Linked DNA regions of Salmo salar: region 2 is linked to region 1. The links are chromatin contacts, called in public Hi-C maps. All regions are on one chromosome and are shown on one strand. Each heading gives the region's core, a stretch centred on a gene start, on an enhancer-like site or on the middle of the called end of the contact. The rest is flanking DNA. Distances are from core to core; before and after follow the strand shown.

Region 1 (5,218 bases), core at 1,813-4,312:
GTGGTCTGAGTCATTTAGATGCCTTTTGGCAAACTCCAAGCGTGCTGCCATGTGCCTTTTACTGAAGAGTGGCTTCTGTCTGGCCACTCTACCATAAAGGCCTGATTGGTGGAGTGCTGCAGAGATGGTTGTCCTTCTGGAAGGTTCTCCCACCTCTACAGATGAACTCTTGAGCTATGTCAGAGTGACCATCGGGTTCTTGGTCACCTCCCCAGGAAGGCCCTTCTCCCCCGATTGCTCAGTTCCACCGGGCGGCCAGCTCAACGAAGAGTCTTGGTGGATCTAAACTTCTTCCATTTAAGAATGATGGAGGCCACTGTGTTCTTGGGGACCTTCAATGCTGCAGACATTTTTGGTACCTTTCCCAAGATCTGTGCCTCAACACAATCCTGTCTCTGAGCTCTACGGACAATTCCTTCGACCTCATGCACTGTCAACTGTGGGACCTTATATAGACTGGTGTGTGCCTGTCACGTCCTGACCAGTATAGGGGTTATTTGTATTTGTAGGTTGGTCAGGACGTGGCAGAGGGTATTTGTTTTATGTGGTTTGGGGGTTATGTGTATTGTAGAGGGGTGTTTTATTTATGTATTCTGGGGTTTTGGTGTATGTTCTGGTTTTTGTATTCTAGGTTTTTCTAGTGTGTGTATTTCTTTGTTGGTCCGTGTGGCTCTTGATCAGGAACAGCTGTTCATCGTTGTTCCTGATTGAGAGCCATATTTAAGAGCTTGTGTTCACCTGTTTGTTTGTGGGTAGTTGATTTTGCACTGCTAGTATTCAGCCTGTAAAACTGTCGGTTTGTCGTTCTTTGTGTTCTTGTTTTCCGTGTTCACATTTATTTAATAAATTATAATGATGAGCACGCAACCCGCTGCGCCTTGGTCCTCTCTCTTCTACGACAGTCGTGACAGTGCCTTTCCAAATCATGTCCAATCAATAGAATTTACCACAGGTGGACTCCAATCAAGTTGTAGAAACATTTCAAGGATGATCAATGAAAACAGGATGCATGTGAGGAAAATTTTGAATCTCATAGCAAAGTGTCTCAATACTTAGGTATTTCAGTTTTTTATTTTTAATAGGGGTTTATGTGTGTAGATTGATGAGGATTTTTTTCTTTCATCCATTTTAGAATAGGGCTGTAACGTAACAAAATGTGGAAAAAGTCAAGGGGTCTGAATACTTTTCAAATGCACTGTATACGTCCATAGATGATATTCAGGAAAATGTGAAGGAAGGTAGAGTGATTGAGGCCAAAAGGTTGATCAGTAGGAAAGAGGGTCAAAGAAGTGAACGCTTATCAGTGATGCTGAGGTTTGAGAAGGTTTTGCCTGGAAAAGTACAGATAGGATTCCTTAGTTTCAATGTCAGAGAATTTGTCCCTTCTCCATTGCGGTGTTTTAAATGCCAAAGAATGGGACATGTAGCTGTTCAGGGTAAAGGAAAGAAAAGATGTGCTAAGTGTGGAAGGGACATGATTACAGTGAATGTGGGAGCATTGTGAAGGTTAAGTGTTGTAATTGTGGAGGGGAACATAGTGCAGCATTTGGTGGATGCCAGGTGCAGAGAGAGGCTAGAGAGGCTCAGAGATATACACTACCGTTCAAAAGGTTGGGGTCACTTAGAAATGTCCTTGTTTTTTAAAGAAAAGCACATTTTTTGTCCATTAAAATAACATCAAATTCATCAGAAATACAGTGTAGGCATTGTTAATGTTGTAAATGACTATTCTAGCTAGAAAAAGCTGATTTCTAATGTTATATCTACATAGGCGTACAGAAGCCTTTTATCAGCAACCATCACTCCTGTGTTCCAATGGCACGTTGTGTTAGCTAATCCAAGTTTATCATTTTAAAAGGCAAATTGATCATTAGAAAACCCTTTTGAAATTATGTTAACACAGCTGAAAACTGTTGTTCTGTTTAAAGAAGCAATAAAACTGGCCTTCTATAGACTAGTTGTGTATCTGGAGCATCAGCATTTGTGGGTTCAATTACAGGATCAAAATGGCCAGAAACAAAGACCTTTCTTCTGAAACACGCCAGTCTATTCTTGTTTGAGAAATGAAGGCTATTCCATGCGAGAAGTTGCCAAGAAACTGACGATCTCATACACCACTGTGATACCACCCACAGACATTTTGATTGACACCCCCTCATTATCATATTGGAGGAAGAAATACATAAATAAATGAATGAATACATATTTAAAATAATAGAATGAATTAAAGTTTGAATAATTAGATAATACACAGATACATAATTAAATACATACAGGTATGTAGAGAATTAATTAATTTTGGTCAGTATTTTTGTATTCTCGTTTATTTGATTATGTGTGGATTTATGTATTCATTCATTTATTTATCTATTTATATGTGCGTGTATTTATTTATAATTATGGCAGGTTTAATCCTCCATAGATTTCATCGTGGGGGACAATAATAAGCGACATCCACATAGTGGCGCACTGAGGTTTTCTTATTACACGCCGATAAATGTCTCATTCAAAAATCCCGCAAGGGGGCACTTGCACCCCTTGAGGTATAAAATAACGTTTGCACTATCTCTGTTGCGTTTTGAGCTCTCAATAATCCCAGGGGGTGTGGCCCATAAAAACGTATAGAGATCTCAATGTTGTATCTGTCCCATTTTTGCTGTGTGAGCACAAGGGCAGCGCCATTGAAGTAACCAACATTTTAAGTAGTCCATTTTCTTCTTCTACTACTTTTATAAGTTGGTAAACAAACTGAAAGGGTGCATACTGCCACCTGGAGTGTGTTGTTTGAACAGGTATATTGTCAAGGTTGGCGATTTACTGCCATCTGCAGTTATGGAATTCAGCTTTTGCTCATAAGTATAATGCATTGGCTAACCTGGATGGAATTATGTTATCCTTCATTAACACATAGGAAGTCTCAGCCAGTTGACTACTTCAAAATGGTGAAAGTCCTCGATGGCGCTGCCCATGTTATAATGAGTTTTTGGGAACTAGAGTCCTCTATACATCTCTATGGTGTCGCCCTGTATATTCTGTACGTCTCTACGTACTTCACGTAGTTTAGAAAAGCTTTGCGTCATTGTTGAAGCAGAGAGACCGGGATCCCAGCGGCACGCTGCCGCTACATGAAAGACTGGAGTCTCAGCAGTGAAAACCATTGTTTTCTTCTCTTTTCTTTCATTAGAATTTCATAAACGTTGACGCGATGCACTAGATCATGTAGGATAAATCATTTAAAACATTTTTTTTTTTTTACTTTACTGGATGTAACTGTGAACTAAATTCGTTCTGCGGCGTTACATTGATATTCTTATTTTGTGACATATTCAAGTGCGAACTTTCTGAAAACTATTGCGAGATAAGTCATCAGTCAAATAACATTTTAAGCCCTCGACGAATAGACTATTTTAGGCCTGTGACAGAATCATCATGAGGTGAGTAATTGATAAAAGTCTTGATTTAAAAAAAGCATTGAAGGGTGCAACATGATTCCAAAATCTAAGTAAATTCACACAGCTAACTTTTAGTGAAGCTATATGTCCAACGTTTCTATTCGGAAGCGATAAAATGCAGGTTATTCGTTTGGTTATTTGGTAGTTTGTCTTGCACAAATGGTTTTATATTCTGTATGTACAGCAAATTACTGTGCAGCAATGTCGATATGGATGTTGCCTCCTTGCATGTCAAATAGCAAGGCATGTAGTGCGCAATTGTCAGTGGTTGCTTATTACAGGGTTTACTGAAAAACAAATGATTTCATACAATGTCACACCTACACACGCCTCCAGAAAGAAACATTTCCCCTATGGTTGTGTATGCTACGGTCAATAGGTTTTAAATCATTGTAATTTTTTTTGGCATTATTTTGGGATTATCCACGACAATGATATAATTAAATGTATTTGTCACATTAATTCTAACATCCGATGTTTCGTTAATGTTGACAACTCGACAGGGCTATGGGGCGGCAAGTATCCTAGTGGTTAGAGCGTTGGGCCAGTAACCGAAAGGTTGCTTCATAGAATCCCCGAGCTGACAAGGTAAAAAAACAAAAAACTGTATTTCTGCCCCTCAACTAGGCAGTTAACACACTGATCCTAGGCCGTCAAAGTAAAAAAGAATTTGTTCTTAACTGACTTGCCTACTTAAATAAAATTATGCAGGTTCATTCCGCAAGGGTTGTGCACTCACTGAGTGTCTTGAAACAAACACATGTATTCTAATTGCACATATTTATACATAATTCAAAAACCTGTATTTGGTAAGTATGATTTATATAATTCATAATGATTTGTTACTGCTCTAAGGTCATTCTCCCACCTATGTCACGCTTGATGATGATGTACTCCACTGCACTCAGGTGGCCCATGTTGTCTCTGCAGGTTTAATCCCAGGACAACAACAAACATCTCGATAGTCTTACATCATATTTTGTCTATGCCTGTATTCAAGCAATGAGAAGTTGTTGATAAAGATAAGTGTATTATCTTAAGTGTATACGTGACATAGCCTTGTGGTTGTTTGTAAAAAAAAAAGGGCTCTCATTGTTACAGTGCTTTCATCACATTGTAGTGGAGGGAGTTGTCTGTGGGCTAGGGAGAGTTCAAATGTCAAGGCTTGGTCCACTGTTAGAGGGTGACCCACTGGGGTGACCCCTACTCAGATCAATGACTCAACATTGTGTGTGTGTGGTGGGGGTGGGCTTCAGAGAAAGTTCTAAATGGGGCCAGCTGCTGGCATCTCTCCAATGGAGCCTCATTTAACGATGGCTCTGGCTGCTCCAAGGAACTAAAACACTGCTGGAATTCTCAAATCATTTTGATCCACCTTGCTGATTGGTGATCAGTGATCGCATTACTTATTGGAAATGGTAAATAACAGTAAATGGTGGGTGAAGTGGAAGTAGTATTCTATGGAAATAGTAAATGACAGTAAATGGTGGGTGAAGTGGAAGTAGTATTCTATGGAAATAGTAAATGACAGTAAATGGTGGGTGAAGTGGAAGTAGTATTCTATGGAAATAGTAAATGACAGTAAATGGTGGGTGACGTATTTTATGGAAATAGTAAATGACAGTAAATGGTGGGTGACGTATTCTATGGAAATAGTAAATAACAGTAAATGGTGGGTGAAGTAGTATTCTATGGAAATAGTAAATGACAGTAAATGGTGGGTGACGTATTCTATGGAAATAGTAAATGACAGTAAATTGGGTGAC
Region 2 (5,218 bases), core at 1,602-4,101, 90 kb after region 1:
TGAAATGTTTCCATAAATATACAGGTGTTTACCTCTCCATAGTTGCATGATCTTGTCTATTTTTTTAAAGTTTTCTATTGAAATTCATTGTGGAGAGCTCATTTATAGATTTTGTGACATGAATACCAAGTATGTCTACTTCACCGTTTTTTATAGGTAAACTGCACGGTAATGTACATTTTATTTTTACGTAATATTGTACACTTATCATAATTACCGTAATTTCCGGACTTTAAGCCGCAACTTTTTTCCCAGGCTTTGAACCTCGCGGCTTAAACAATGACGCGGCTAATATATGGATTTTTCCCACTTTCAATTTTTTTTGAAAGGAGATGACTTCAGTGGTTTCAGTGCACAGGAGGAGGAGGATAGTGACGACTGACTTTCTTGGTAGGCAACTGTTTACTGCAATTTTTTATTTTTGTTACAAGCCGTGTTTCGTTAAAGCCTGTGTAAAGTTCATTTGTTTCAATGTACTGGTAGGCACCTGCGGCTTATAGACACGTGCGGCTTATTTATGTTCAAAATACTATATATATATTTTTTTTAATTCAGTGGGTGCAGCTTATATTCAGGTGCGCTCAATAGTCCGGAAATTATGGTAGGTAAAACGGATTTTATTTTTCCTGCGTGCACTGCCTCTGGATTAGCTTTTTCTTGTTGGCTTACGGCCCTATATAGCTCGTTTAGTGCCGTCTAAGTGCCAGCATTGGTGTGTGGCGGTATATTGACAGCTACAAAAAATATAGATCTCTTGGTAAATTAGTATGATATTTAACACAGTTGTTATGAGAACCCTGAACATTGCATATCCTAGCTGCCTCTGCCTCTGCCCTTGTCCCTTACCCTGCCTCTACCCCTGTCCCTTACCCTGCCTCCCTCCTTGCCTCTGCCCCTGTCGCTTACCTGTCACCCTCTCCGACTCTCCCCCTGTCCTTCAGCTCTTTGTCCCCGACTAGCTTATCCCCTGACTAGTGTATCTGGCTCTGTTTACCCCAGTGACCTCTAGCCCTCATCTCTCCCTGAGGCTGAATGCTTGGTTCTCACTGAACTTTTCTAGCCTGTATTAATTACCCAATAGTGATGCGCTTGATTATGGGAATGGTGATGACATTTCCAGCGGTGTGGGTGTTCTCACACTATCAAAGCCTGCCTGTTGCAGCCTGCCTCTGACAGGAGGAGACCCTGGGGTCTGCTTGCACTTTGAAGGAGTCTAAGGATATCCTCAACGTGTGCATGTATGTGTGAGAGAGGGAGCGAGTGAGGATGTGTCAGTCCTCTCCAATTCCCCTGTCTGTTTGCAACAACGTTTGTAGTCTGAGCTGTCTTAATAACGACATAACCAAGGGCTTTTCTCTCAGACGCCCTCTTCCTCTCTCCTTCCTTCCCTTCTCTATCCTCCTCTCTCGCTCTGCTGTTCTCCTTTGTTTTTCTTTCTCCCCTCGTTAGAGAAGGGGGGTTGTTAGCTGTTATTCTTTTTGCTGAACTCCTCCAGTGCTGAGTTTGCAGAATTCCCCTGTGTTTGGTTGGGGGCTTAGACTTGGTGCTGGAGGCTGAGGCTGGTTGTCGCGGCAGGGGATCTGCTCTGGAGCCGAGACTGAGGCTGCATATGGGCTAGACTGGGATGGAGGCTGGGAGCTGGAGCGCCACGGGCTTTATAACGCAGAGAGTGTTATGCTGGCCCTACCAAAGCCCTGCCAGGCTGGCAGAGGGAAAAGGCTAGGCGAGGTACGATGGGACACTAATTGGCCCAGCCTCAGTCAGAGCCCCATTTTGTGTTCAGTAAGCTGTTTACAGCAGCAACAGTCCAGCACAGTGATGGGGCCGGATGGGGCCTGATGGTGTTGGATAGGCCTGACTGGATGGGGTTTCAGCGACCATAGAGGGCTGGAACAGGCTGACACGCCACTGAAGGCACGCCACTGAAGGCACGCCACTGAAGGCACGCCACTGAAGGCACGCCACTGAAGGCACGCCACTGGAGGCCCAGTGCAGCCAAGCTTTCTCCTATACTTGTCCTTAACTGAGATGGAAACATGTATTGTGTGCAGTAGTTCTCGTCAGGGGTGTGCAGAGAGGAGCTGAACACTTACACAGGTTCGGTTACAGGCTACAGCTGAGTTACAGCAACCCTGTTCGTGAGCAACTTTGTTTGAGAGGCACTTTGAGAACTGTAGTTAAGATATGGATGTGATTTTCTGCTCTTCTCTGCCTCCTGTTGGTTGTATGTAGAACTGTGCAGAGGCACTCCAGTGTTATTCTTATCATCCAATGTGATGGTACTCCTGTTCTATTAGGTGTCCCTTTTAGACAAGATAAGCCTTCCATGACACGAGGCTCAACATCATTCACTCCCAGGACTGGGGTTCATCACCGGACAAGAGAGGAATGGACTCACGCTATCTTTTTATAATACTTGTTATTTCACCGCTAGCTAAATCCAGTGTTGACATGATTGACTGAGGCCTCTTCTGCCTGTGGCCTGTGCTGAATGTAGATCCAGCTGCTGTCTGTTCTGTTGCATTCTCTGCACTGTGATTGATCCTGCCTCTCTCTCGCCATTGTTCCTCCACTGGAAAACGGATGCTGCTGCTTGGGAGGAGGAGAGAAGAAAAACGCAGGGGGAGGATTCTGTCTTTTGCTGGCAGTGCAGGATTTTACTGCCTTTGGTGTAAGTGTGTAGCTCTTTCTCTTGAATGAGTGTGTGTGTGTGTGTGTGCTTTATATGTGCACATGCGTGTCTCCTACTGTACTTCCAGAAAGCCCTCCTCTCTCCCTATATCCCTAGAGTTTCTAGGGTCTCTATAGTATCTGGTCTAATTTTAGCAGAGTGAAATGTGTGGTTGGGAATCACATGGCAGGCAGTCGGAGCTAGGCTGACACTGACACCAGAGCTGTCTCTGCTTACCGTGCTGCTATTGCCTGAGATTGTGTGGCATGTGGGCTTTTCTAAAATAAATGGCTGTTGTCACCTTCCTTCCCAGTCAGATAAAACACTAAATGAGTGACTGAGCCACAGGACAAAGGGCAGAGCGGACTCCTGGAGATCAGGGACGTCATGGGTTCAGAGTTCATGTTTCCTCTGTTTAGGCCCTGTGATGAGGTGTTGTATCCCGCAGACAGACAGATGAGTACATATTCTAACTATGAGCTATCTGACTGTCTGTATGGAAATGTGAAATTTGGTTTACCCAGAAACCAGCCGGTCCAAACCAAACTGCACCTTTTCTGTGTTTAGCGTGGAGCCCCAGGTGCTGTAATTTGAACCATTGTCAGAACAGCAACAGAACAGCACTGGGAGTGTGTTTCTCGTCCTCTTTGCCGAGAAGGTGTGTGGGTGTGTGTGTGTGTGTGTGTGTGTGTGTGTGTGTGTGTGTGTGTGTGCGCACGCCAAGACAAAGGATTGATCGGTTACCGTCAGAGACGAGGCAGTGTTTGTGGTCTGGTGAGGTCATGTGATGTTTGGAAGGTCGAGGGTTTCTGGTAATACACATCAGTCTGGTGGAGCCTGTCTGTGACCCTCCTCAGGTCACACCAAAGCAACTGTGTTCTCCCCATGTCTAGGTCCAACCTCATTGATCCCCAAGTCAAAGAGCTGTAGTGTGGTGCTGAATGTGTTGGGCAGTAGGGACGTTAGTTCTGGGCTTTGACCTGAGCTCCCTCTGTGTGTGTCGGTCATGTTCTGTAACCCATAGAGGCCCATACAGACAGATGTCCTCAGTCTACCTCCCTCTCTCTGCTCTCCTAAAATGGGTAAAAAAGGACTGGACTGAAGGTCCGGTCAGGCCGCTGGGCGCCGGTCAGTGTTCTGGTCTGGCTGTAATCCCCTCCTTTTCATCTGGCTGTTGACAGATTGCTGGAGAGAGAGGAAAAAGAGACATAAGAGAAATGAGGCAGTGTGCGAGAAAGGGCCATGTAAGGCTACAAAGCACCAAGTTGAAAGGCAGAGGGAAAGTGGTTTTCAGACGTGGTCCTGTAACAAACTCCACAGCTTCTGTTTGGGTCTTCATGTTGACAGACGGCCATCTGAGCCCCGGGACAAACAGCTGAACACAGTCTGACTCGACACAGTGGGGTCCCTCTCTTTGGGGGGTCCCCTGGCCCCCTAAACCTCCACCCATTGCCCTGTGCAGCCCCCGTTCTGCCCACTACACCCCTAGCAACACAGCCCAGCCTGGCAGCATGGTGTGAGGGACCAGTGGTAGATTTATTGATGGGCACCTTTTTGGGGGTATAAATACCGTGTTGTGATGGCCTGTTGACAGAGCAGAATACAGGGCGAGTGTGTCTGTTACCATTACTTCCTCAGTGTGAGAACAACGCGGGAGCTGTGGTTCTGTGTGGCCTACTGTTGCCCGTCATAGAAACAAGCTGCATCCCTGAGCCAAAAGAAGTTTGTTTTTGCAGCTAAAGGCCCTGCCTTTTTAAACGAGTGCAGACAGAGAGAGTAAGGGGGTTGGACACTGACACCCTCCACCGTGTCTCAGGGTGTCTGCTGTGTTGCTTTCTTAACTCATGCCACCATGTCAACCCCATTGCGTCACTGGGCCAGTCGAGATGGAGGTTGCTGTGACGTGAGTCCCTACTGCCTGCCTCACTTTTTGTTGATGAGCTCATGCTCTTTGGCACCATACTGCCGTAATAACCCACGCTGCTGAGAGGTTCTCCAGCTAGCCAGCCTGCTACTACTACTACTAACACTGACAGAACAGCTGCCCTGCACGGCCCAGAGAGTGAAACCCCAGCACTGTGCCTACCAGAGACTACAACACTGTACTTATCAGGGAAGGAGACCAGAGAGGGAGAGACCAGACATTGAGAGCAGTGTGATCAGAGAGCGAGAGAGGGACCAGGGCCTGCTGTTTTTAGATTTGTGTCCCAGTCCAGGGTGGGTGCTGTCCTGTTTGGTGCTCCACACCCTGCTGCCTCAGATCTCTTTCAGCCCTCTTCTGCTCCTCTGTGAGGGGGAGAGACTACTGCTGCTGTTTGGTGCTGGCACTGTAGAGACAGAGGAAGGCCCTCCAGGCGTCCACAGACATGCCTGCTCCCTGAGTGAGCTGATTCCAACTGCAGCAGAATATCAGTCGCGCTCAGATCATCCTCAGCAGTGAGTAGAGCTGGACTGGAGGGGTTTGATTTGGAGGAGGATTTGGGGGGTGTAGTGAGACAGCTGATGGGAAGAAAGGGTGGTGCAGGAGTGGGAGGGAGCAGATGACTA

Evidence for each region. A called contact is a pair of places that touch in the nucleus more often than the background predicts.
Region 2: a contact with region 1 is called in a Hi-C map of muscle, with 3 times the contacts expected there. The contact joins two enhancer-like sites. A contact is called at or near these places in 2 of 3 Hi-C or Micro-C datasets (gill and muscle).

Annotation. Positions count from the first base shown.
Region 1 is chrssa15:41,750,664-41,755,881 of Ssal_v3.1, forward strand. No RefSeq gene overlaps it. Among protein-coding and RNA genes, the nearest start is that of srp9, 30 kb to the left of the region's middle. Within about 2 kb of position 3,063, at least 7 of the 13 cell types and tissues checked have an H3K27ac peak or open chromatin away from gene starts, as enhancers often do. A contact at or near this core is called in muscle, where this site is marked.
Region 2 is chrssa15:41,840,565-41,845,782 of Ssal_v3.1, forward strand. All of the region lies in intron 3 of LOC106571529 (protein enabled homolog), which reads left to right. Among protein-coding and RNA genes, the nearest start is that of LOC106571529, 46 kb to the left of the region's middle. Within about 2 kb of position 2,852, at least 1 of the 13 cell types and tissues checked has an H3K27ac peak or open chromatin away from gene starts, as enhancers often do. A contact at or near this core is called in muscle, where this site is marked.